Regions from separate parts of the Ovis aries genome. Here region 2 is linked to region 1. A link is a contact called in public Hi-C data. All regions are on one chromosome and are shown on one strand. Each heading gives the region's core, a stretch centred on a gene start, on an enhancer-like site or on the middle of the called end of the contact. The rest is flanking DNA. Distances are from core to core; before and after follow the strand shown. Region 1 overlaps RBMS2 (RNA binding motif single stranded interacting protein 2). Region 2 overlaps STAT2 (signal transducer and activator of transcription 2).

The links. Hi-C and Micro-C count contacts between places; a contact is called where the count stands out from the background.
Region 2: a contact with region 1 is called in a Hi-C map of hypothalamus, with 5 times the contacts expected there. The contact joins two enhancer-like sites. A contact is called at or near these places in 9 of 16 Hi-C or Micro-C datasets (blood, hypothalamus, liver and 4 more).

What each region holds. Positions count from the first base shown.
Region 1 is chr3:163,051,105-163,058,443 of ARS-UI_Ramb_v3.0, forward strand. RBMS2 (RNA binding motif single stranded interacting protein 2) reads right to left here. Exons shown (of 15, transcript XM_060412962.1): 15 at 2,386-7,339. BAZ2A (bromodomain adjacent to zinc finger domain 2A) reads left to right here. Exons shown (of 30, transcript XM_060412950.1): 30 at 1-1,986. Among named protein-coding and RNA genes, the nearest start is that of BAZ2A, 37 kb to the left of the region's middle. Within about 2 kb of position 3,762, at least 7 of the 54 cell types and tissues checked have an H3K27ac peak or open chromatin away from gene starts, as enhancers often do. A contact at or near this core is called in hypothalamus, where this site is marked.
Region 2 is chr3:163,221,193-163,228,294 of ARS-UI_Ramb_v3.0, forward strand. It overlaps STAT2 (signal transducer and activator of transcription 2), which reads left to right. Exons shown (of 24, transcript XM_004006580.6): 9 at 398-556; 10 at 662-754; 11 at 971-1,030; 12 at 1,420-1,440; 13 at 1,662-1,755; 14 at 2,133-2,180; 15 at 2,261-2,344; 16 at 2,491-2,589; 17 at 2,690-2,825; 18 at 2,947-2,993; 19 at 3,119-3,213; 20 at 3,829-3,965; 21 at 4,138-4,320; 22 at 4,543-4,600; 2 more. The coding sequence ends at 6,128. It overlaps IL23A (interleukin 23 subunit alpha), which reads right to left. Exons shown (of 4, transcript NM_001185122.2): 4 at 6,894-7,102. Among named protein-coding and RNA genes, the nearest start is that of IL23A, 5.2 kb to the right of the region's middle. Within about 2 kb of position 3,304, at least 6 of the 54 cell types and tissues checked have an H3K27ac peak or open chromatin away from gene starts, as enhancers often do. A contact at or near this core is called in hypothalamus, where this site is marked.

The DNA.
Region 1 (7,339 bases), core at 2,512-5,011:
TCAAAGGAAAAAGAAGTTCAGAGGTCCCTGTCTTTCTCTCTGTCCTCATCTTCCTGCCAATAGCTAGCCCCTCTATAATGTTGGATACTCCTCAAATGCTGAGTTCCTAGCCTTTTCTGAAACTCAGTAAACTGGGGAGAGGGCAGGGAGGCACCCTGGACCCTGGGCCTTCCAGCCTCCTTCCCCACCTCTTACCCAAACCTCCCTCTTGGGAACTCCTCAGGGACAACTACTGCTGAGTTCGGGCACACCCCAAGATGGAGGCCAGGTAGCAATCGACTGGCCTGAGAGAGAGAGAGGTGTGTGTGGGTGTGTGAGTGAGTGAGAGAGGATGTGATTGTGCCCCTGTTTTTGGTGGCATCCATTCAGTTTTCCCCCCAAGTATCTGTTTCCCATTGTTTCAAACCATTGAAACACCTTTCTCATTGTTTTAAACTATCACTTTGTCTTTGGGAAACCACAGGAACAGTTTTTCTGGGTCAAAGCTGTGTCTCTTCCCTCTCTCCCAGTCATTTCTGTTCCAGCCTCTTCAAACTGTGCAATCTTCTAGCAGGAACAGCTTCTCCTTTCAGTAGCTCTGAGTCCTAAGCTTTTGCAGGGAGAGGGGTAGAACTGGACCTTTCCCTAATCCCATGAGCTTCTGTGGGTTTAGTTGTGCTCTCCTTCCCTTATCCACTTCATATCCTGGGACCCCTTCCCCAGGAGCAGAGACCCCAGAGCACGAGTGAGTAGGGAGGAGAGGCTCTGGGTCCACCACTGCCCTACATGTGACTATGCCCAAGTTAAGCCCCAACATGTGAGAGGAAAGCTGCTAACTCCCAGCTATAGCCATGGGCCCCTGGCCCCCTGCTTTCCTGCTCAGCAGAGCCCCTCCCATCAGAGATTACGGGTACTTGCACTGGGGAGGTGGCTGCTGGCTGGCCCAAGCAGAGAGCTGAGGCATCCAAGAAATGTTCCATTAGTGGGAGAGGGGTGCCAGGTGAGGGGAGCATTCCTGTACTTTTAGCAGCACTGAATAGCCACTGAAGGGGGTGGGGGCAGTGTAGGTCCTGGGGCAACCCCTTTCTTTCTTTATGCCCCTACTCCCCCATAGCCTATTTCTAAAGTCGCCTTTTCTGTCAGATAAACCTCAGAACTTTTAATTTTATTTGAGATTTTTTTTTTTGCTTTTAAATAAGAGGTGGATTGAAGAATATTTGAATTGACTTTATATTATGCATAAATATTTATATTTTATCTAAATAACTGCTCTGTAACAAACTTTGTGTTAGTCAAGCATTTGGAACTGTTATAGTTGGGGGCTCTTCTTTTTCCCCACGGCAGTTTTCCCCAGTATAAAATGTTCTAGATTAATTTTACTGTTGGAGGTTAGATGGACGGGGGAGTGAAGTTTCAATTGTTCCTGCTATGTGTTCCTCTCCCAGCTCCATCTCTTTCCCTAGGGACCAGGCACTCTGAAGGTGGGGTGGAGTCCTAGCCTCAGTTTGGAGTGGGGGTTGATAGGGGGGTGGGGACAGGGCATGATCAAAGGGGCCATTTCTCACTTTTCTTTCCTCATCTTCACTGCCCCTTGAGCTAGGTGGATTTTCTCTTCTTGACGAGAGTATTTGATAGGGAAGGCAAGTTTTAAAAGTAAATAAAACCCACCCCTGCCCCTCTGTTTCCCTTCTCCCATCAGTCTGGTAACAGGAAGAAACCACACCATCAACACCAACAAATTTCCATGTTCCTTTTACAACAAAAGGGACTTGACTTTTTATATAACCAAATGTGGTGTTTTAGTGACTTTTTGATAATGTACAGTTTTTTGTGAATTTAAATTTATTTCTTTCTATATTTTTAGGACCAATCTCATTTTTAATAAGGTAAAAAAAGGAAAAAAAAGTCTAGAGATAAAAAAAACTCCTGTTTTTGCCATGTGATGTTCCACAAGTGCAGCTGTAGAAAAGTGCTTGTCAGTTGAATAAAAACCACATTTGATAGAGACTCAAAAGACTCCGTGTGTTTATCTTCCTTCAACATAGGTTCTTGTAATTGCCTAAAGGGGAGAACTGGGTGGTGTCAGGGTGAGTATATGACTGGTTTGATGGGGAAGACAGCAGGCAGGAGAGCAGTGTGCCCCTAAGTGTCAACAGTTCTCTCTAAACCTCCAGGCTTGGTCCTTCTTTTTCCAGGAGGCGTCCAAGGCAGAATTTCTGTTTCTGTGAATGGAACAGGTGCTTCTGGCCGAGGTGCTGTAACAAAGGATTGAAGTGTGCCGAGTTCCTACATTGTGAGGCATGGCCTTGGCTTTCTAAGGCTGCCACCTGTGTTCCTGATGCAGGAAAAGTATGTGCTCATCACCACCTTCCCCAGCTTCCCACCCATGGATAAGACACCACGAGGTAGACGTTTGTGTTTTATTTCACAAGTTGAAATAAGAGAAATTCTACCAAATTATAGGGAAGAAACATGAGAATACCAAAGGTCAGAAAAATTAGAATGGGTAGCACTGGCACAAACATGACAAGAGTGTAAAATTAGAAACCTCTGGATAAAGAAAAACTACAAAATGTGTTTTGAGGATAATTAAACTTATTTCCTGTCCAAGGTGGTTAAGTGCATGCAGGGGTGCACTCGCCACCCCTGTATGTGTTGGGGGATGCAGACACCAGTACATGTTGTGAGAACTTTTTACAAGCTGGGAAAGCTTATCACACTGAAGGCTGGAAGTTTTGTTTTGGTGACCCTCTAACTGGAATAGGAGGAGAAGGAATATCTGTTTTCAGCCCTATAAAAACCTCAGATGGCCGCTTTGGTACATGCTTAGCTTCTCAGCTAGTGGCAGCCACTGGCAAACTTAATCAAGTTATAAGCTCTGCTCCAATGCTGGTGTTCCTGGGGGTGGCTCCCAAGCATTACTTAATATCCTAAGCAGTCATCATTTGGCCTACCACAGCAATATCTAACCGAAGAGTTCACGTTATTCTAGGGTGATAAATGAGGTAAAAATCTCAAAGACATTCCAGAAATAGAAATAACGAATTCTTACATTTGATCGTGAGCCCTTTCTAGCCCCCAGTTTCCTAAACCTCGGGAAGGGAAGGACAGTAAAGGAAGGAAACACGTGTAAACCAGGTGCTTGTGCCCGTGTTGAATTGTGGAACTGTGAGGTAGATCTGTAACAAGGACAAGGAAGTTGTGGGCCATACCCGGGAGAACAGAGGTTCGTTTGAAATGGAAGTGGACAGGCCAAGGAGAAGCAGCAGTGGTAACTGGGGTGAGAGGGCACCTACCTCTCTTATTACTAGTCTCGTGGGGAGCACCTCTAGGGAGGTGCCGCAGAATTCAGCAAAGAGGAGAAGGGCGATAGAGCTCACAGGCCTGGCTCAGCTGTTGAAGGAAGACCCTCCTACAAAAGGAAAGGGTAAAAGCTGAGTGAAGGCGAGATCTGCTAATGCCTGGAAGGAGTTAAAAGCAGGTAGCACAGAAATGGCATAGTTGGTTTAGGAGGGAGTCAGGCAGGGGTTAATGTGGCAAGGCACAAGGTTAGACCTAGCCCTTACAGACTGGCTGTCATACCACCCTCTTTGAAGTTGGTCTATCAGAGCCTGGGGACAAGTTTAGACCTGATCTCTGACCCACGTTTACTGCCCTAGGCCAAGAAGTTCGAGGTAACCTGCTAATAATAATAAGTGCAATGCTGCTGCTCTCCCAGAAGGGGGGGCAAGTGCACGAAAGAAATTTTTTTTTAGATGTTTACAATCCATTCCAGCAAGCCCTCTCACCGCGCACCTTTGTGGAGCAAAAGAACAACCCACAAGTAGGCGCCCCAAACGGCATACACTGAAGCAGCAGGGGATAAGCAATGCAAGCACCAAGGAGCTAAATGAGCTCACTGATCAGTAAGTCAGGAAAAGAAGAATGGAACGGGGCTGAGGTGGCCTGATCCAGGGAGGGTCAGTAAAGCAACAAAGTCTAGTCCTCACACTCAGTGCAGGTAATGTCCCCCTACTACCCCATCTATTCCTGACAAGGGGTATTTATTCACTGTTCAGAGCCACGAGGCTTCCTAGTCCTGAACAGCTCTTCCAATCCTTTGGTTAAAAATACTCTAAAAATAACATCTCTCCCCACCGTCATTTCTACATCTTCCGTAACCTCAACCCACACCCTCCTCCAAAAAGCCTTGGGTCTGAGTATCCAGAGTGAGACAAGAGCAGTACTAATATCGGCATGAGGTGGGATAGGCAGGCACTAAGCCTAATAAAGGATTACATCATCTGAGAAAGTGATTCTAGTATGTTCTATCTGACTGAAAAGAAAAAAATACGAAGTAGTAAAATATTTTAAGAATGGTACGAGCACTGTAATGATCAAGGGTGAGATGTGAAGTACAGGTAGAGTGTGACCTGGACTCCATGAAGACAGGATGCAGAAAACACTGGCATAGTTCAAAAAAAAAAAGAAAAAGAAAACACTAGCATAGTTCAAAGAGCCCAGCCCAAGGCTATGAGCCTGCAGACGCCCCCTACAATCCCTCAGCAGCACCACTGCCACCAGGGGGCCGTTTTGAGAGAGAAAAACTGGCCCTCATTCCTTCTCTCCTTTTTCCACTCACCCATGTTATGAACTGTCAGAAAAGAACTAACAATTAGGGGGAAAGTATCATGAGTATAACCCAAAAGGGTCCAAACAAAATTCCACGATGCCATTAACCACTACAAAAATAACTTCAGGCTCTCACTCCCTCACTTCCCATGCCCAAACCTGCCCAAACCAGAAACATTCACTAATAAGATCCATTAAGCAGATTCACATGAGGAAAACGGACTAAAGGTAACTTCATAATTTTAGAACAAAACAATGCAAAATAAGAGCCATTTAAATACAGAGAAAGTAGAACCAAGAATTCTGAGAGGCAGAGAAGGGGCAGCATTAATGTCAACAGCTTCTGCACATGAAAGGCCCTCCTTTCACTAAACCTCCTAGCAAGTTTCCTCCAAACTACTTATTAATTAACTGAACTAGACTCTTCTTCAAAGCTCCTGAAGAGACCTATGGTGTACTTTTCTGACTAAGGACTAGAGACTCAGAAACAAGCACTACCTGCCCAGGCAAACCCTCCCAGAAGGTTACTGGGGCTGTTTTACATCAGATAAACCCTTCCTGAGGTTGGAAGTACCCGTGAGAAAACTGTGGCAATTTCGTCTTTTGTATTTTCCATCTTACCTATTATCCCCTACCTGCTGTCTGCTGCCTCTACTTCCTCACCCTCAGGATGCACAAGAGGACTCGGGGTGGGGAGCAGCAGGGCTCTCAACTCTGGGATGGGTAAAGGGAAGGGCGAGCTGGGCCCAAGCTCTGTGTACAACTGACATCACAGCCTCTTCCCGTCCTGGAGCTTCTCCTTCCCCTCCCTACAGCCAGCCTACTGAACACCTGTTTCCCCATTCTCCATCACTGGGCTTTCTGTCTGTCTCAGAGACAGACACCTGACCTGGAAGTGAAGGGGAGCAGCACTCTCCTTTCAGTGTAGAAGGGAGTGACTGGGAAGAGAAGGTGCAGGACCGACCTTCCTGGACGATGGGCAAAGGCTTCCTCTGATCTGTCTCCAGGTGTGTAGCCAGGTCTTGCAGAAGGAGGCAGGGTTGAAGAGCAAAACAGAGCCTTGTTGTGAAGGGCTCCTGACCTTGGGAATACTGAGATGGGATTTATTGCTCTTTTCTCTCCTAGCTCCCTGCTGTCCTTCCACAAGGAAAATTATTTTTGACATCATGGTTCCCTGGGAAAGGGGCCCAAATGCTCTGGACAGTTAGAAAGAACTTTGTCCTTTCCCACCCCCTGCATAGCACACACAAACACAGAGAACAGCTGCCGCCTCGATCCCTCTCAATGTGTGTGTGCGCACATGGCCTGAACCTTTCAAGGGCAGCCCTTGCTGTATACATTGAGGTGCCAAGGGTCAAAGCCTGGGGAAAATGAAAGAACCTCAGTTCTCTCTCAACTAGTTGCCCGGAGCTCAAAAAGCACTGTGTGTCCAGGGCTGGGAATTTACCAAGACCTCTGGTACACAGGCAGGCTTGACACTGTCTTCATCAGGGTTTCCTAACCGTGGCACTACTGACATTTTGAGTCAGAGAATTCTTTGGTTGGGGGAGCCAGGTCTCCTGTGCACTACAGGATGTTCAGCAGCATCCCTAGTCTTCAGCCACTAGATGGCAGCAGCGCACAGCCTCACGCCCAGATGTGACCATCAACAAATGTCAAAAGGCCTCTAGAGGACAAAACCACCTCTCTGAGAATCACTGGTCTAAAGGTGAAGCCGCTGGTGGTCCACGGTGGGGAAGGAACCTAAGTGGATTCAGCAAGGTCACAAATGTAAAGGCTCTGAGCATGGCAATGACATGCGACACGGAAGAGAGGGGCCCTGAAACCCAGGGCAGAAAAGGTCCTCCAGGAAGCAAAAAGCAGGCATTCCTGAAAAGCTATAGCTGGAGAAGACATTTTCTCAGAAGGTGTGGTGCTGGCCTGGGCAGTGAGAAGAATTAGAAGTCAGTAGGTCTGTTTCTCTGGAACTTGCCAGGGAAAACCTAGTCTTCATCCCAATTTGGATCAAAGATGGCTACCAAAGGCTGTGGAACTGTCTCCTTAGTTAGCCGAGGTCAAGGCTCTGCTTCCAGAAGGGCAGAGGGAGGAAAAGCCGCTTCCACTGCCTGCTTAGTCTCCCTGTTCCTTGCCCCGCCCCTCAAATTCCATAGGAAATTTCATTCAAAAAAGAAATCACAAAATTAAAAGCTGTAAAGAGGTTAAAGTAAGCAGGTTCTGCTGTATGGAAAAGAGAAAAAGAACAATCTGGATGAGGAAAAGAAGGCATAAAATGTATGTGAAGAGATGGGATGCGTGATCTAAGAGCTTTATAAAACAAAACATTGAAAGTCTATGTATTCTTACACACACCTCCCCACAAAAAAAAAAGTCCATTGCTAAACTCAGCAAGAAGGGCCCACGAAGGGCTCCATCAGTGTTCTAGCACCACATCTTTTTTCTTAAGAAATAATTTTTTTTAATATAAAAAAAAGCCTTCCCAAATAAGTCCAACACATCAAAAATGGTTTTTCACAAAGATGAGAAGTTCCAGGCACCATGTCTCTTTGGGGTAGGATAAGAGTATATTGCAGTTAAAAGCAAAACAGCAATTTTCTTCACAAAAGAAAAGAAGTTTTGTCGATGTCCTTGACTGCAGCACACACAAAAGGTGACAGCTACCAACCCCCCAGGCTCCACCAGGAGTGGAGGAAGAGCAGAAGGCAGGGGTGCAGAGGTTTCTTTTTCCAGGCCCAGGCCTGTGAAAACCGAC
Region 2 (7,102 bases), core at 2,054-4,553, 170 kb after region 1:
TACTAGTTTTATGACCTTGAGCAAGTCGCTTTACTCTTTCTGTGCCTCAGCTTTATCCTCCATAAAATAGGGATAAAATAGGACCTACCTCATAGGGTTGTTTTAAGAATTAAATGCATGAAGATGTGTAAAACACTTTAAAAAAAAGTAGAGATCAAGCATCATATGTTAGCTTTATTATGTTAATGAATTACTGCTTTTATATGTGAAAGTGGTTTTCATTTTCATTCCTTGCATTATGAACAGTGTTGAATAATCTTTCATACACTTCCTGGATTCTTTTTTTGTCCCAATCAGTTTATGACTTTCCACATAGTTAAAGGGGAGCTTTTGGAGCCTGTTTGGGGGTTCCAGGAAACTCATGATTCTTTCTTCCTTGGATTATGTCATTACCCAGGTTCACAGATGGAGCGAAGCTGTTGTTTCACCTGCGGCAGCTGCTGAAGGAGCTGAAGGAGTTGAGTCACATGGTCTCCTATCAGGGGGACCCTCTGAACGAAGGGGTGGACCTGCGGGAGGCGCAGGTCACAGAGCTGCTGCAGCGCCTGCTTCACAGGTCTGGAGGCCAAGAAAGGACCCCTCAGGGAGGCCAGAGGGAAAGGACCAAGGGAGCCATTCTTACAGATACTGACCTCTATATATTCTCTCCACATCTCTCCAGAGCCTTTGTAGTAGAAAGTCAGCCCTGCATGCCCCAAACTCTTCATCGACCCCTCATCCTCAAGACAGGGAGCAAGTTCACCGTCCGAACAAGGTTGGCGTCTCAGAGCTCATTCCTGCTTCCTTTTTCCAGCCCTGACACTGTGTGCTCTTTGGCTTTTCAGATCTTCTCACTTTGAGCTGTTTCTTCTCTCATTTCCCCTTGGTCCACTTACCTCTTCTCATCTCTTCCCTTATCTTTTTTAAACATCTGTTCTATCCAGGAGATTGAGGTTGACCACTTTCCCCCATCTACCTCCCTCTCCTCCAGGCTGCTAGTGAGACTCCAAGAAGGCAGTGAATCACTGACTGCGGAAGTCTCCGTTGACAGGTAAGTTGGGGCAGGTGAAGGGTGGGACCAAGAGGCGCCCAGGACATGGGATGATGGAGTGGAGGAGATAGCTACCGGTCACAACCAGGCCCTAGGGCTGTGTTCTTTCCCCTTCCATTACTACCTCATAGAAATAGTTCATCCCTTTTGAGTCCTTACTATGTGACGTGTAGCTTGTCAAGTACCCAATTTAAAATTGTCACAGGAGCCCCAGGAGTTAGATATTATCAATGCACTATTCAAATGAAGAAATAACTTCAGAGAATTTATGTCTCTAGTGCAAGCCATATAACTGGTGAGCTATTTGAACTTAGGTCTGTCTGACCCCAAAGACTAAATCCCTTACTTCCACATTATTTTGCTTCCTAATGATTTTTTTTTCTTTTTAGGAAGTCTCCCAAGTCACAAGGGTAGGTACCTACCTAACAAGGATGCTGCCGACTGTGTGCACTGCATGAGCTACACAGTCACGTGTGACAGCCCTGATGGGGACACAGACAAGGAGGAGGGTGATTTGTGTGGTGCACAGACAGAGAAAGGAGAGGGGAGGTCTTAATGAAGTGGAACTTTTGTTGTTTTCCTACCGGACTCTGCTACTGACCTCCATATATCTTCTTTTTCCTCGGAACAGCTTCCGGAAGTTCAACATTTTGACCTCAAACCAGAAAACTTTGACCCCCGAGAAAGGCCAGACTCAGGGCTTAATTTGGGACTTCGGCTACCTGGTAAGGTGGTTAAGAAGGAATGCTTTTTTTTTAGTATTTATTTTTGTTTATTTGGCTGGACTGGATCTCAGTTGCGGTACACGGCATCTTTGCTGTGGCTGCAGGATCTCTAGTTGTGGTACGTGGGCTTAGTTGCCCTGTAGCATGTGGGATCTTAGTTCCCAGACCAAGTATCAAACCCATGTCGATTGGAAGGCGGATTTTCAACCACTGTACCATCAGGGAAGTCCCAGAGGGATGCTGTTTTAAGCTTGTAGTGCAATGGAACAGACTGGGGGAAGTTCCCAGGCCCTGGGAAGTCCTGAGGGCAAAGCTGGGGTTCCAGGGTCCCTGCGGTCTCTTCTCTGGCATTCTTTCTCCCTCCCTTCCATTCACAGACTCTGGTGGAGCAGCGTTCAGGGGGTTCAGGAAAAGGCAACAGTAAGGTGAGGCCTGGACAGAGGGTTAGGGGGCAGGAGGAACTTGCCAGAGGGCACTCTGATCACTGAGTCTTCTGTTGTCCCAGGGGCTGCTGTCCGTTACAGAGGAATTGCACATCATTAGCTTCACAGTCAAATACACCTTCCAGGGTCTGAAGCAGGAGCTGACAGTGAGTGAAAATGAAGTGCATTTGTGGGGAGACATAAGGAGGGGTTAAGCAGAAACCATTCAGGGTAGGCTGGGATCAGGCCCTTACCAAACATCTGCAGTTGGAAACCTCACATCCCTCGCTGGTGATTTCTGTCTCCTCCTCAGACGGACACCCTCCCTGTGGTGATTATTTCTAACATGAACCAACTCTCAATTGCCTGGGCCTCTGTTCTCTGGTTCAATCTGCTCAGCTCAAACCCCCAGGTAGGAGGTGGGGCCCACAGTTGAAGGGAGGCGGGGAGGGGCGTGGAGCTTGGTGTGAGGGCACTGCTCTGAGCCACCCTGTCCCCTCCCACCTCTGCAGGATCAGCAGTTCTTCTCCAACCCCCCGAAGGCCCCATGGAACTTGCTGGGCCCTGCTCTCAGCTGGCAATTCTCCTCCTATGTTAATCGAGGCCTCGACTCAGACCAGCTAGGCATGCTGAGGGACAAGCTGTTTGGTACCAATACTTCTTTTCTGTCAGCCTTTCCCTAGCCTCTATCTGCCCCAGCCCTCCGTCCTTTCTGTCCCAGGACCTTTGGCCTTGCCTCCTTCCGTCATCTTGAACTGTCCTCCCACAGGGCAGAACTCCAAGACTGAAGGGTTGTCCTGGGTTGACTTCATTAAGGTAATTCCCTACATCCCTTGCAGCTGGCCCCTGGGCCCGTCCAGTTACTAGCCCTTCCCCCACCCCCCGCTCTCCACTCTCGGGGCAGCTCTGCACCTCTTTCTGCCTTGCCATTCCTCCTTCAGCGAGAGAGTCCCCCTGGCAAGCTACCGTTTTGGACATGGCTCGACAAGATTCTGGACCTGATACATGACCACCTGAGGGATCTCTGGAAGGATGGGTAAGGCCTTGGTCAGTCTCCCTCTTTCCACTCCCTCAGGCCCAGCTGCTTTTCTGGGCTTGAGAGTGGACTCTGTGCGCCCTCGTGTGGCAGATAGAGGGAGAGTACAAAACTCGCTGTGGGGTCACACCCACTCCCGACGGCAGTGGCAATCTCCTAGCCTGCATCTGTCAGGCATCCACTGTGTTCCAGAGCCTCCTGGGTGCTCTTGATGAATTCTCTCATGTAATTTCAGCCCTGCTGCGTGGTGGGTATTGCCACCCTCAAGTGAGGAAGTGAGGGCTCAGGGAGATTAAGGGAGTTATACCAGGGGGACAGTCGGGGTTTGAACCCAGGGCTGTCTGACCCCACCCCTGTGCACTTTCCACCACAACTGCCTGCCCATTTGGGCAGCACTTTGCCTTTTACAAGGTGCTTTTCATCTGTGTGATCTCACTGAAGCTTCACACCTCTTCCAGCCCTGGGAGGTGGATACTGTTGGTCAAATGAAATGACTTGGCCTACACAAAACAGTCTGCAACAGGTTGGCAGAACTGGGGCCCAGCCCTGGCACTCTGTCCCTCTACAAGAGGAGTAGGAAGCAGCAGGACCTCACAGCTGCTCTCTACGCTGCAGACGTATCATGGGCTTTGTGAGCCGGAACCAGGTGCGCCGGCTGCTGAAGAAGACTGTCTCTGGCACCTTCCTGCTGCGCTTCAGTGAAACGTTGGAGGGGGGCATTACCTGCTCCTGGGTGGAACACCAAGATGATGGTCAGCAGCTCTACCGTTCCCTCAGCCTCTCCTTTCCTCCCCTCTACTGCCCTTGGCTTCCCTGGCTCTGTCCCAAATCCCTTGGCAGATTTGGGGTTGGGCAGCCAGGGTGGGAAGCCCTCGGGCCCAGCCTCTCCTCTCAAGCCTGCCTGTTCCTACATCTGCTCTCTAGACGAGGTGCTCATCAACTCTGTGCAGCCCTTCACCAAGGATGTGCTGCAGTCACTCCCACTGACCAAGATCATCAGCCAGTACCAGATGCTCACAGAGGAGAACATACCCGAGAACCCACTGCGCTTCCTCTACCCGCGAATCCCCCGGGATGAGGCTTTTGGTTGCTACTCCCAGGAGAAAAGTGAGAACCATTGATACATTTCACTGGTAGAGTGCAGGGGTCCACAGGCATCCATAAATGCAGCTCTTCCATTTCAAGATGGGAAAACCGACATCCGAGAGGGGAAGGGATTTGTCTGTGGGACGCTGCTAGTCAGTCAGTAGGACCATCTGCACTAGAGGACCCTGGGGCAGTGTGTCCAATCCACTGACCTCCTCTGCCTCCTGTGTCTGTCCCCCGTAGTTAATCCTGAGGAGCGGAAGAAATACCTGAAACATAAGCTCATTTTTGTCTCTAACAGGTGAGATATGAACTCTTTGCCCACCTTCCTTAACCCTTTTTGGCTAATATAGTGACCCAGACCTGCCCAGTTCTGGTCTCCTCGGCCTTCTCTCCTCCAACCCAGGCTCCCCAGCCCTCTGGGGGTTTTTCTCCTACCCTTTTAGCCTCTATTTTCCTGCTGCCATCCCTAGGTTGTCTCCATGGGGGTTCCCTGACAATAATCATCATCATCACTAATGCAAAGCATAGTACTAGATTCTTTTAGAACATGTTTTTTTTTTTTTTTCCATTTAATCCTTATGAGAACCCAGCCAAGCCAGAAATGGTAATAGCCACAGTTAATGAAAATTCATTATGTGCCAGGCACTGGGCTAAAAGCTTTGTGTTCTTTTTCTTATTTACTGACTTCATAACAGTCCTGTGAGGCAGAAAATACTGTTATTACTGTTTTCAGTTGAGGAACCTGAGGTTTAATGTGGTGAAGTGTCATGCCTCAGGTACATGGCTAATCAGTAATCCAGGTCTCTCAAATTCCAGAGCCCTGATTTTAACCATCCTCCTGCCTCTCAATTATTCTGAAGTATGGTTGTTTAGGCTCAGAGAGGTTGGGTCATTTTGCCTAAGGTCCCCCAACTAGTAAATGATAAGATTTAAACTCTAGTAAGCCTAATTCCAGAGCCTATGGTCTTAAGCCCTCTGCTCTGTTGCCTTTTTAGACTAGAAGGATAGCCTCTGCTTTCTCTGCCATTCCCCACTTCACCTAAACAACTGAGCCCTGCTCTTTTGTCTGTATTGGGTATCCAGACAGGTGGATGAGCTGCAGCAACTGCCGGAGCTCAAGTTGGAGCCAGAGCTGGAGTCATTAGGGTTCACATCAGGGCCTGAGCACGGGCCAGGCCTGGACTTAGAGCCACTGCTGGAGGCAGGATTGGATCTGAGCATGGAGCACACGCTGGAGCGCACGCTGGAGCGCACACTAGGCGAGGTGTCACAGGGAGTCCTAGAACCACACCCAGGACCACAACTGCAGCTGGAGCCTATTCCAGAGCTCGATGTACAGGCCATACCAGAACCAGATTTGCCCTATGATCTGAGACACTTGAACACTGAGGACATGGAAAGTAAGTGATGATGTGCAACCAGGGAAGAGAGGACACATTGCCTTTCCCAACTCCCCTCCCTCACTCGCTATAGAAAAAGCCTATGTTCTAAGCTCCTCATTGGAGAAAGGCTGATTTCCCTGCAATTCATTTCATTAGGAAATACACATGCCTCCCCCAACCCACCTAATGCCCCCCTCAGGCCCTATCTAGGCCTCTGCTGCCATCCTCTCTCACTTTCCCTGCTGGTTTGGGAACTCCTACTCTGAGATCAGGGCCTGACTTCTTTCTCTGGATGATCCAGTCTTTAGGAACAGCATGAAGATTGAAGAAATCATGCCAAACGGTGATCCACTATTGCCTTGCCAGAACACCATGGATGAAGCTGACGTCTTCAGCCCCAGCCACTTCTATGCAGATGGGCCCTTGAGCCCTTCTGACTACTAGGAGCTACATTTCCTCAGATCTTTCTGTGCATCTGCCCTCCTACCCCTCACATCATGACACTGCTCTCCAAGGATGGACATGAGGCATGTGCCCCTTCTAAACTGGGTTAACCCTGGGGGAATGTGAGGGAGAAGCATAATATGGGTGAGGGAGAGGCAGCAATGAATCAGAAGAGATGTTACCCATGGCTCCGACTAGGAGCCTGGAGGCTGCCTGCTGTGCTGGGAGGTACAGGCATTCAAGGGCAGGCCAGGACAGTTAGGAGGTTCCTGTATGGCTCAGGGCAGTGGCTTCTTTCCAGTATGGAAGGCTTTCAACATTTTAGTGACTGATAAGACTAACCTGGTGCTCATTTCATCTTTCTGGAATGCCCTTTCTGCTCATAACAGCTCTGACTGTTGGCCAAGAAAGCAGGGAAGGAAGCCCTGGGTCAAGGAGCAAGAGAGGGCCACGCCTAGGAACGATACTTCCCAATTGCAGTCCCTTGTAACCTCATTCAGCTTGCTCAGCCTTAGCAGGGATTATGGCCAAAAAGATCCCAGTTACTCTATATACCAAGGGGTCACAAGGTAAGACCCCTTTCCACCATAGCCCTGCAGAACAGAAGGATGCATTTTATAGTGCTTTGACTCTATTTTTCCATTCTGTTTCTTTTTACTGACAAGCCTAGACTTAGAGATCCACATAAATAAGTCTTTATTGAAAAAGGTACATAATTCAGTATAAATATAATAAATAATCCTCATCCCCAAGCTCCTGCCACTATAAATAATCCCAAAATTTCCCTTCCCATATAATAAATATTCAGCCTCTCCTGAGTCAACATCATAAGTCAGTCAGTTTTGGTAATTTTTCAACAGAATAAGTCTCATTAAAATTAATGGACCGATGAACTCATTGGCTCACAGGTGTCTAGGTTGATAGATTGATCTTAACATTACTGAGCCATGGAGGTCTGGGTGTCATCCTTAAGC